Regions from separate parts of the Mus musculus genome. Here region 1 is linked to region 2. The links are chromatin contacts, called in public promoter capture Hi-C maps. All regions are on one chromosome and are shown on one strand. The core of a region is the stretch at or near the end of the contact, and the rest is flanking DNA. Distances in the headings are between cores, read along the strand shown. Region 1 has its middle 5.5 kb from the start of Kcne2. Region 2 overlaps Itsn1 (intersectin 1 (SH3 domain protein 1A)).

Region 1 (5,783 bases), core at 1,708-4,207, 450 kb before region 2:
CACGAAGGAACAATTCCCAGCCGGCCCTGGGATCGGTCTTGTCACCATAGGTTCCCTCTACTCACTCCTCTGATCCACCACAGCTGACCATGTGCCACCTTAAGAAGTCCTTTGAAAGGATCCCATGCCCTTGACATTTAAAGGAGACTCTTCTCCAAGCCTGGAAATGAAGACATGGGTGGGTGTGTAAATAGGCTAATGGGTGTGTGAAACGGAGTGTAAATCTCCGCGGAGCAGAACCATTGCCCTACGTACTTGTATATCCAACGGTCACATTGGACTCCTTGAGTATAGAGCTTAGACAGAAACAGTGATATATGTCTGCAACCTTGGACTCAGGAAGCAGAAGTGGGAAGAGTTCAAAGCCAAAGCCAACCTGAGCCATGTAGTATAGCCATATCTCAAAAAATTCATCACACACACATTTCTTATTTGAAAATTTCCTAAAAAGCAACAAACTAATACAAAAAACAAAACAAAACAAAAAAGAAAAAAAAAAACCTCTCTCTCTCTGTATGCACACAAGCATGAATATAAGAAGGAAATTTTTAAAATATTAAAAAGACATTACAACTACCCAGGCACCCCTGAATCTGGAACGGCTTTAAGACATTGCCTCTGATGAGTGTCTTGTGGGAAACAACAGGTCTTCCGCTGGCCATCCAGAAAGCGAGCAGCTGCAGGAGGCTGCGGTCCACATCTAGAAAGTTCCCAGCTGTCATAGTTAACGTTGTCTCTCTGGCCTGGCTAGTCAGGCTGTTTGTGATAGATTGTCCTCTGTGAGATCTGAAGGAAGGAGCTCTCAACTCAGAGGCTGCCGTATTCAAAACGGCCACATTGTGTCACCACAGACCTGGCAATGTGTGCCACAGGGAAGACAGCCATTGAAGTCAGAGGTTTCTATCTCTATGTAGAATATTAAAGGTAAAAGCCTTGTTACACCCTCAGAGTGGACCGTGCTCGCTCTGGACTGTCTCATCCAATTGCTAACAGCCCATAGTAAGACTTTAGAGTGCCCCCCAAAGAGTAGAGATGCTGAGTTAACTATCGTCACAATTTCATTGTGTGTAGGTATATCAAAATGTCATGTTGTATTCCTTAAGTATATGTAAGAAAAAGGATAATTAAAATATTTCTATGTGTGTGTGTGTGTGTGTGTGTGTGTGTGTCTACATATGAGTGCTGTTGCCTACTGAGACCAGAAGAGGGCATCTGATCCACTGGGGCTGGAGTTACCTTGGTGTGAGCCACCTCAGCTAGGTACTGGGAATAGAACCTATGTCCTCTGCAAGAGCAGCCAATGCTCTTAACTTGCTGAGCCATCTCTCTAGAGGGGAATCTTTAATTTCTTTATGCTTGTATAAAAACTTTCTGAGATAATTTTAGACTCACAGAAAGTGTTAAGTCCCATGGACCACCCCACTCAGCTTCTTGTGGCGATTACATCATCATAACTATACAGAAGACAAGAAGTAGGTTACTGATTTTGATAAGACAGGAATTGCAAAACACTCAGACCACAGTCAGATCTCAGTGTGTGTGTGTACTCTGACGCATGCACGTGTTTGATGGATGGAGTCAAGGTGCCACCACCATACACAAGAGGGCAGAACCGCCCCCAGCCATCAAAAGCTACTTCATGCCCCATTCCCTTCATTCCTTTCTGTCTGAGCTCTGTCTCCCATTAGCCCAGGAAACTACCAAACAGAAACCCCTCTATACATCTGTCATTGTGAGAGTGTTATAGGATGCGGAGTACAGAGTAGGTCGCTTGTGAGGTCAGCTTTTCCCACACAGTTTAGGGTCCTTTTGGTCAATGCAAAGTATTGCAAATAGCAACATGTCCCTTTTCCTTGTTTTGAACTAGTATTGTGCTGTAGAGATGTGTCCCTGCAATGACAGTTTCTGTGATTTGCCCATGAGTGTGCGTGTGCACATAAGTTTTCACTGCTCTGGGCTGAATGTAGTAACTTCGCCACAATGACGGCAGGGGCATGTTCAGATTTATAAGGCGTTATGATGCTAAAGAGCGGGGGATCTCCAGCGTCGCTGTGTCATCTAACGGTGTAATTAGCTGTGAACACAAATTCCAGTTGCTCCAAAGTTCCTCAGCAGAGCTTTAGCTTCCATTGTCCTCAGCCAAGAGCTGCTAGAAGTCTAGAAGTTCAGAACACTGTGGGGCCCCAGAGATTATGCAGTCCAGCCCGAGGCTGTAGAAAAAGCAACCAGGATGCCAAGAAGGGCACCGGCCGACATCTCCCCTGCACTTCAATTTTCTGTGATTTTTTTTTTACTGTTTTTTTTTCCTCCCTGCCCAAAGGCAGGCAGAGCTGCACAGTCTCTGCAGTCTTGTCAAAGGTTAGACCAGACCTAAGCGCCTTTCAAAGCCTCAGAAAAAGTCTTACCCAGGAAATTTGACCTTGTGCTCTGTAGCTTCGTCACAGGAGCCAGGCTGCAGCCACACATTCAGATTCCCATCAGCCTCTGACTGCTAAAGCCACACAGTATCAGCTGCTCTCGGGAATTACTAATGGTCTAAGGTTCAGATTCAATCAGAATTTATAGCCTGCAGCTGTCAGTCATAGGTTCATCCATGTCTGTCTGTCTGTCTGCTGTCCTGTCAACAGTTCTTCCAGCCCTCAGCTCTTCCAGGCTCTGAGTGTCTACAGAGTGCCAGGCACTTTAGAAGGCTCTGGTCCATGCTGTATCTGCAGTTAGGGTCAGAGAACGCCACCTGCCAGATGAGAAAGAAATGGCCTTGAAAGTCAGAATCCCTGGGGATTCCTAACCCAAGGTCTTCTTGGAAGTCTGGCCTAGGTCATTCTTTCATACAGCTCCTGAGCACAAACTCTGCCATATGCTGCTCCTTTGACTCGAACAGCTTTCCTTCATTTCTGAGTTTAGATGGCAGCTTGAGTCCCTTTCTGGGTTTTGTACCTGTAATGTGAGTGTCTGCCACCAGGGGGTGCCAGAGAAGTGACTTAGTCATAGACAGGCCAAGACCCTTCTTGCGGATTTGTCCTTTCTGTGTCCACGATTTGGGTTCACTTGCAGCATTTCTGGTACACGGAGCTCCTTATGAAGATAGCAGACGTCCCTGCCTCACTGGGGATCACTGACGCCATCTGACGTCTTTGTGAAAGGGGCACACATCAAAAGAGTAAAGGAAGCTAACAACACAGAATCTTCTCCAGCTGGTTTACAGAAGTGTCCCAAAGCCATACTCGTGCGGAGTGACCTAAGAGCCATTCAGTTCCCCGTGCAGATGAAGTTAAGTCATATAGTAGCTTTATTTAACGGCAGGTTCGTTTGGTCGCTTTTGAGGGTTGCTGCAATTTTGTTCTGAGTGTCAGTGCACAATTCCTACCGATTTCCTTCTGTGTGCCAGAGAACACTCACCCTTTCCTTCTCCAGGACCGTAATGTGGGAGCAGCAAACAATGGTTTGTGGGTTCCTGGAGGGCAATGTCTCATGATTCTTTCTCCTGATTCGGAAGCTTCCTATATAGGAACTTTTGTCCAAAGTCTTTGGATTTCAGACGTTGAGATCAATATATGCTAGGTTTGCCTGGGAACTTTTTCGTGTGGGGTCCTGATGAGTCCCTTGGTCCCAATGAGATGGTTTACCATCTCTCTTAGCTTAAAGCTCTTAACTTTTTAAGTCTGAGCAAAACCCCTGCGTTGATTGAAGGTTAAAGGATTCAGCTTCAGTCTCTGTGGCAGGTTTCAACTTGAAACGGATCTTAAGCTCAGATCTGCCAGCCCTCCCTCCCTCCCTCCCCACCTCCCTCCCTCCCTCTCCCTCTCTCTCCTGCCCTCCTTCCCTTTCAGCAAAGCTATAAGTGAAACTCATCTCCCTTTGCATCCCCAAACCCATCTAACAGACTCTTAATATGGGCACTTTCCACCACAGTGTTTTGACACCAACGTATTGTGTCTGTCCTTCCAAGGCTCACAGAGCATCTAATCTGAAGAGATATCTCTTCATGGCTAGTAAAGGAGTGACCCTCTTCTCCTTGACATCACCAATGTCATTATGCAAGGGCTTGCAGCCTTGAAGGTTAGGAAAGTTCCTTAGAGGGAGTAGAAAAGAAGCCACCATGAGATGTCATAATGTCCCCTAGTCTTGGCTCAGATCAGGAGATGAGTGTCCAAAGGTTTTTGGAAGCTGCCTCAACCTCCAAACCTTCTTGCTACCCTTCTGGGAATCAAAACTGCCACTAATTTGTTTTCCTCCGGATTTCTGTGTCTGTTTACAAGAAGCCTTCATGCAGGGATAGTCTCGTGTCTGCACCAGACCCTCAGACTTGAAGATGATGACGCTGTGGTGGCTGGGGTGGAGAAAAAGAATTTGTTGAGGGATTGTGCTCCATTCCCAAATAAGTTCTGTCTCTCTCTCCCCCAGCCAGACTCGCTATAAAAGGGAAAACTGGACACCGGGTGGTGGGAAAGGAAGGGAGCCCGTGCTGGCAACTCTCTGTGAAACAGGGACACCGCACTGTTTACAAATTCCTGCAGCCAGCCCTGGAATCCAGATGCAGACGACTCCGTTTATGTAACAGAAATAGACCCCAATGCCGTGTGACTAAGGTGGCTACTGGAGGTCGGGTCCCCCACGAGGAGGCATTTGCTGCTGCTGCTGCTGAAGTCAAAGGGGACAGATTCCCTGGGGTTCCTGGGCAGGTGGGATTTTTTTTGGGGGGGTGGGGTGGGGCCAGTCTTCTAGGTGAGGTCTCTTGCAGGACAGGCATGTCTGAGATGTGTGGGGAGTTCAGGGCAGAGGCACCACAGCATCTTTTCATCACCAGTCACAAAGGGACATGACCTGAAAGTGTCAGCCCTGTCCTCTCCCAGCAGAGACGCATCAAAGACTCCAAGCCAGCCCGTGTTCAGGACAAGGCTTCTCCTCATGGCTCCACCTGGAGAAGCCTCGGTCCAACACATGGTTCTCATTGGCCACCCACGGCCTGGTCAGCAGGGAGGCTTGGATGTTCTAGAGTCAGCAGATGTGTCTCCAGTCAGACCGTCCCTCCAGACCTGGTCCCAGCTCTCTGCTGTCATCACAGCCCAGTGAATGGATGACCTCCGTAAAGCACTTCTCTGGAGACTCAGAATAAATGCTTTCCCTCGTCAAGAGACCTCCAGTTGTCCCCATGCTTCCTCTGGGCACAGTGGTCACCTCTCTCTAGATCTTCTCCTCCCGACAGGGTCACCTGTGACTTTGAAGTCAGAGATATGTTTCATCTGCACAAGCCTTGCCCCAGACGAAGAGCCCAGCGCAGGGAGTCAAGTTGCTAAAGGGAAAGCGGCGTCAGAAGATGAGGGTAGGGGCAGAGATCCTGTGTCCCAGTTGGGGGTCCCTATGCTATTGATTCTTCTATCACTATATTGAAATTCCTAAGGGTGGATAGCTTTAAAAAGGTTTATGTCGTTCAAAGTTCAAGAGCATCGTACCAGAAACAGCTCAGCTCTAAGGAGGGAATCTCATGCTGGATACGACCAGGCTGAAATCCAGAGAGACATGAAAAGGGACCAGCCATGGCCTCCAACTGGGCCCCATTTTTTAGAGGCCCCACTCTCTCTATACTACCAGGCTGAGGACCAAGCCCCTGACATATGAACCATTATGGGATCCATGTCAGATCCAGACCACAGCATGGTGCAAATCATGCCCCTAGCTCCTTATATCCCTAAGGAAACCAGAGTTCTCATACACCGAGGCCAGGCCTGCAGTCTCCAGGTCAGGTCTGTAGACCTGGGTTCTTGGGCCTATGTACTTTGGGG
Region 2 (5,922 bases), core at 1,237-3,736:
CTAAACTGTGTATCAGAATTGAAAATACCCTGAATGTCTATGGCCTAAGGAAGGCATAGATGAAAGAAAGAGCAGACAGACAGAGCAAGGGAGCGAGCTTCATGTACATAAGAGTGTGGTGGTATATGGGGTGGTCCGCGATGGTGGGGGTGGCAGGGAGCGTGTGGAAGCTGCAGGACAGCTTTGGGGAGCTGACTCTCTCCCTCCAGCTTCCCGTGGTTACAGGAATCAACAGGGAGGGTCAGGCTTGCATGGCACGATCCTTCCCTAAGCCGCTGCTTACTTTCTGGGACTTCCTGAGTAATTTTCACACACCTGATGCTGCCTGGCACCAGCATTCAGATGGCCAGCTGCTGTGTGGTCCTCACGTAAAGCTTAACAAAAATGGCCATGAGTGAAGTCTCTCTCATTGCTCATCCAATTGCTTGGGCAATGCATGGCCGAGTCAACTCCATCCCCTGGGGATGGCCACCTCCACATCAGAAGAGCGGCCATTTATTGCTAAGGCTCTAAGCCTCAGACATGGAGATGATCAGCTAGGCAGCCTCAGTCACAGATCCCACATCACGTCACAGACTTCTTTCCTCTCTAAGTTCCTAGGTTACTGGACAGTCATGGGCAACTTCACCAAGCCTGGGTTCATCCGGTTCTCATGCCTTTTCCAAACTAAATATTTGAATGGCAGACACCATCTTCTATTTCTTTGTATAATCAAACATCAGAATATGGCGACACACAAGAAAGTACATTAAATGGTTAACAATGGAAAAACCGTTTGGGAGCAAATCGGTTTAAAAGCAAAAAGATTCTAAAAGCAAAGTATTTGTAAGGCTCCCCAACCCCTACCTATATCCCAAGGGGAAACACGGTGACTAAGGTGTAAGCTTGCTGTTTTCAAACAAGTTCTGAGGAGTCTGGGAAGCCATGGTCACAGGGCTGACAAAGTGAGTGAGCCTGGGTTTTGCAATGACAAGAGAGCCACAGTCAGCCTGTTGAGCTCCACCGTTCCCATGCTCATGCATCTTAGGTGTGGAGGCAGGACAGCCGAGAGTTTAAGGCCAGCCTGGGCTACATAGTGAGCTTAGGCTAGCCTAAGCTACATGAGACCTTGTGTCAGTCAGTAGGTAAGTAAGAAGGTTTTGTAAGCCAGGAAATCATTCTGATCTCTTGTAAAAGTTGCAAATGTTTCATTTTCAGTTTAATGCACCAAGAACTCCTGGTGTTAGGTGGAACCCTGACAAGGACAGAACCTTCAGACGGCTCTGCAGAGCCCAGCAGACAGACACCGGCAACACAAACCTCACCAGGTAGACTTTTCTTTTCAATACAACTCTGTGGTACAAACCCCAACACGTTTCCACTGCCCCAACATCCAAAGATCTGCTCACTTACACAGTTAAAGTGATTCAAAGAACAAGACACGGAGTGGGAGGCGGACTTCCTGACAGGGGGCACTTACCCATTCCCCTTTAACCTCCACCAGGAAAGCAAAGGTTTAAAAGCAAGGCAAAAGATGTTTAATGAAACGTTGCACCTTAGAGTACATCTACGCTTTACTCATCAAATGAAACGAGGGGTCAGCTAGCCAACCCTGGGAAGAGCAGTCCGCACTACTGTAGGCTGCAGAGATGGTAGGCCCGCACTAAAGCAACAGTTTCTCATTAAAACACAGACCACTGTTTAATACCCTAAGAATGAAAAACACATTTGTCTCTCAGGCCTTCACTTTCAGTTACTTCTAAATTAATTAAGAAATTTAAGTTGTCATTTAGAAAATAATTAGATCAACCACAGTGCTTTATTCTCTTCTTAAAACTAACTCTTATATGTTTCAATTTGAGGACTATATTAAATTGTTAATATACACAAAGAGTATAAACTGCAACAAAGCAAAATTGAATGTTTGTTAATTTTCTAAATAGTAATTCAGATTCCTCATATTTAATCCATTACTTAAAAAACAAAACCAAACAGCCTCCAAACACTTTGGCTCAAAGGTATAAACGCTCTTCTTCTTCTTTTTTTTTTTAAAGATTTATTTATTATATGAAAGTACATTGTAGCTGACTTCAGACACCCCAGAAGAGGGCGTCAGATCTCATTACAGGTGGTTGTGAGCCACCATGTGGTTGCTGAGATTTGAACTCAGGACCTTCGGAAGAGCAGTCAGTGCTCTTACCTGCAGAGCCATCTCTCCAGCCCCTGGTATAAATGTTCTTATGGGCAGCTGTGAATGAAGGAATTCTGCATTTGTAACTATTTCTTAAAGACCCTTCATAGTATGTAACCAGTGCTAGCTTTAGACACAATCAGTCAACTTAAGGTTAAAAGCAGGCTACGGAGCAATAGAAACACTGCATTTAAAGTGCTATTGAGATATGCCTTTGCAAGAGAACTTTCATTTTGATATGCATGCTTGCTGGAGGTTTCCTAATTGTGTCACAAGTGCCAAGTGAGGACAGAGGACCGTCTCTGACATACACTTTCTTACCATGACTATATCTCCTGGCTGGATGGTGATCTCATCGTGACTTCTGGATTCAAAGGGGTACAGCGCTCGGTAATATACCACTTTTACACTCTCCTGTGCAGAAATGGTAAGCGGGCCTTTCTCTGTTTGGGAAGAGGAGGGACACATTACAGGAAGCACTGACGGACAATGCCAAGGCGGACAGCTGTTAGTCTATGTCTGCCTTATACTGGAAATATTTCCACCATTCAGGGAATTTCTGAAATACACATGGAATGCCAGAGGAGAGCAGACTCAGACCACGTGCAGTTCATCAGCAGATCCCACAAGCAAGCCGCCAGGACTGAATGCGGTGGGCAGACAGCCCAGAGAACCTTTCTCTGCCTCTGGGCGTGGGCTCTAGCAATGCCCATTTGTAAGTCATCAGCAGGCTCTGCTCCCCACCCTGGGTGCTGCTCAGAGATGACAGCAGATCTGCTCAGCCAGAAAGCACTCTTGCAGGGAAAGAGGAAGAGAAACACAACCTTCCCTATAAACAGGCAAAGGTCGGTCTACGCAGCGTCCTCATGACCTGCTGAACTGAGGCGTCTGCATTTCTGGGGAAAGAATAAGCCCAAGGATAAACCCTAATGAAAACAATTTAGAATTTAAATCAAATTAAAAAAAATTGAAGATGCATTCAGGCAGAGGACATTCTTGGGATTTTGGCTACCAGGTAATTATAGCCCTCTGGATTGTTCTACACTTGCGCTGCATGTAACTTGACACCCATCGTATCTGAAGAGCGTGAGGTAGACTGTTGTCTCTGTAGCCTTGATCTGTGTGAGAAGCAAAGGTTCCTATTGAGGGGAAAATCAATCCTAGTTCACACTGAAGAGTCACAGGGGCTTCGATGACCCCTGAGATTAAAGGATTGAAAATTCCTCTTCAGACCACAGTTGACCCAGACAGTTAGTTCATCTCTCCCCCCCCTCGTCCCCCTGGACTCCCTACATGCCCAAGTCCAAGTTCTCCCTGCAGCCATAGGACCTCAGGAAGGGATGGTTCCTGACCAACACTGCACCTCACTCCCCACCCCACTGTGTGCCCAGGGAGGAAACAAATGGTTTATGAGATGGTGTCAAGTTACTTGTTGCTTTCTGTCTACCACTGTGCTTAAGAATTTTGAAAATACATTTTAGTGTGCAGCTGAGGTTATCTAAGGGACAGCTTGCGTTAGTGAAGGTCAGCCATTTACTTACTTACTTTTTAAAAGAGCCAAGTTGTATTGAAAGTGAAAAAACCCAGATTGACACTTTTCAAAAGGCACAAAACCCAGTGTAGACAAAAAAGTTGACATAGCTCAGCAACTTCAGGGGAAAATATCAACCTAGAGAACAAGTTACGTGATTCCCCCCAAGATGTCAAGTTCAGCGTTTGTAACATATATCAAATAAGGTTCATGTCACTTGGAACAGGCCTGCAGAGAGGGCTCCTGGGTATCCGAGGGGCTTCCTGTGCACACCTGGGTGGTAAAGAGCTACAGTATCCAGACAGAGACAGACATCTCAGCTCGATTAATGTAAGCAAGCTAGCCCGTGGTAGCACACGCCTTTAATCCCAGCACTCAGGAGGCAGAGGTAGGCAGATTTTTAAGGCTGAGGCCAGCCTGGTCTACAGAGTGAGAACTTTCCCCAAACCGAGCAAATCGTGATAGGCATAGATATTGCTCTCGGGGAGATGACTGTCTGTTTTACATACATACAGAGGAGACAGTGGCAGAGCCTGGCACCTCAGCCCCTTCTGATACCTGTGGTAGACCAGGGTGCCTGGGTGGCCAGCTTAGCTGGCTCCTGATGCGGATGGAAAAGCCGACTCTGCTTGTCTTGCATTTCCGGCTTGGCTCTCTCTTCCGCCTCCTTCTTCCTGACACTGTCTTCCCTCTTCAGTCTGTCCTCCTCGTGGGGTTTCCGGGGGCGTGGCTGCTCCTCCTGCTGCACATGCTCCAGCCATTGCTTGTCCCTTTCCTGAACTCGTCTGCCAACAAAGATGCTTGATTGCCGAGGAAGCAACTCTGACCCAACAGTCGCCCCCCCATCACCCCTTCACCCAAGGGCCTCCCTCTAGGCAGAGCTGCTAAACGTCAAGGGAATGTGGGTGGCTCTTCACAGATAATGCAATCCACAAAATGGGTTCTCCGAGCTCTGACTGAGCAAAATGAAGTCACATGACTTACCAAAACCCCACACACACACACACACACACACACACACACACACACACACACACACACACACGGGGGTGGGGGGAGAGAAAGAGAGAGAGAAAGAGAGAGAAAGAGAGAGAGAGATTGTGATATCTTTCACAAAGTGGCTATAGGATTAAGAAAAAGTACATCTCAATTGAGATTAATGAAAGATTGATGATAGTAATTGATAGAGCTGAGTGTAAGCTGCAGAGCACAGATGCACACACACTTTATGAAAGTGCCTGACGCTGCTTTTGTGAGAGCGTGAGTAGAGCACGAGTAGAGATTCTCACAGGTCCTCCCTGAGCAGGACGAGCTACACTCACACATACGTCTGGCTCCCAAACCTGAAGGCGAGACAGACATCTGGGGCTGGCGAGATGGTGCAGCCAGTACTCTTGGCTCCCTGCACTGACATGGAAGCTCCCAACCATCTGTGACCCAGAGCCACAGGGTTCACTGCCCTCTCCTGGCCTGAGAGCACAACATTCACGGTGTACAGAGCGACACAGCGCCAGGAAAGCTAGTGCACAGAACATAGAATGTCTTTTAAAAAACATTTTCATTTATTTTTATTTTATGAGCATTGATTGGTGTTTTAAAGCCTGCATGTGGATCTGCACGAGGGCACCATCAGATTCCCCGGAACTGGAGTTATAGACAGTATAGACAGTTCTGAGCTGCCACAGGGATACTGGGAATTAAACCCTGGTCCTCTGGAAGAGTAGCCATTGTTCTTAACCTCTGGGCCATCTCTCCAGCCCCAAACAACGTTTTATAAAAAGCATGAAAAGGCTGTATATTGGGCTTGTCTTTAATCCCAGTACTCTGGAGGCAGAGGCAGGAGGATCTCTGCAATTTCAAGGCCTACCTGGTCGACACAGTGAGTTCCAGGACAGTCAGAGCTATAGAGAAACTGTCTCAATACCCACCCCACCAAAAAAGCATCCAAGTACATTTATTAGAGGGTAAAAAAGATTTCTGAAGTTTTGGGTACTATTTACCTATACACTTAGACTATGTATCACATATTCTATTTATAGAAAAGTATTTTCAGTTTATGTATACTCTATAGGAGTACAGTTTTATGTTGTAACATTAGTAATAAGAGCATTTCATAAACTATAATGACAACTGGGGGGGGGGCAGGGAGATGGCTCAGCTGATGAAGGCACTTGCATCCAAGTCTGAGAACTTTGATCTGCAGGACCTATGTGGTAAAAGA

What was found. Promoter capture Hi-C pulls out the DNA fragments that hold promoters and counts their contacts.
Region 1: a contact with region 2 is called in a promoter capture Hi-C map of 3T3-L1-derived adipocytes, with 2.9 times the contacts expected there. The contact joins two enhancer-like sites. A contact is called at or near these places in 4 of 39 promoter capture datasets (3T3-L1-derived adipocytes, cranial neural crest, hippocampal neurons and 1 more), 1 of 484 Hi-C or Micro-C datasets (cerebellum) and 1 of 9 other capture datasets (adipose tissue).

Annotation. Positions count from the first base shown.
Region 1 is chr16:92,283,980-92,289,762 of GRCm38.p6, reverse strand. No RefSeq gene overlaps it. Among named protein-coding and RNA genes, the nearest start is that of Kcne2, 5.5 kb to the left of the region's middle. Within about 2 kb of position 2,957, at least 12 of the 459 cell types and tissues checked have an H3K27ac peak or open chromatin away from gene starts, as enhancers often do. A contact at or near this core is called in 3T3-L1-derived adipocytes and adipose tissue, where this site is marked.
Region 2 is chr16:91,838,180-91,844,101 of GRCm38.p6, reverse strand. It overlaps Itsn1 (intersectin 1 (SH3 domain protein 1A)), which reads right to left. Exons shown (of 39, transcript NM_010587.2): 18 at 4,260-4,486; 19 at 2,492-2,613. Among named protein-coding and RNA genes, the nearest start is that of Gm52262, 63 kb to the left of the region's middle. Within about 2 kb of position 2,486, at least 62 of the 459 cell types and tissues checked have an H3K27ac peak or open chromatin away from gene starts, as enhancers often do. A contact at or near this core is called in 3T3-L1-derived adipocytes and adipose tissue, where this site is marked.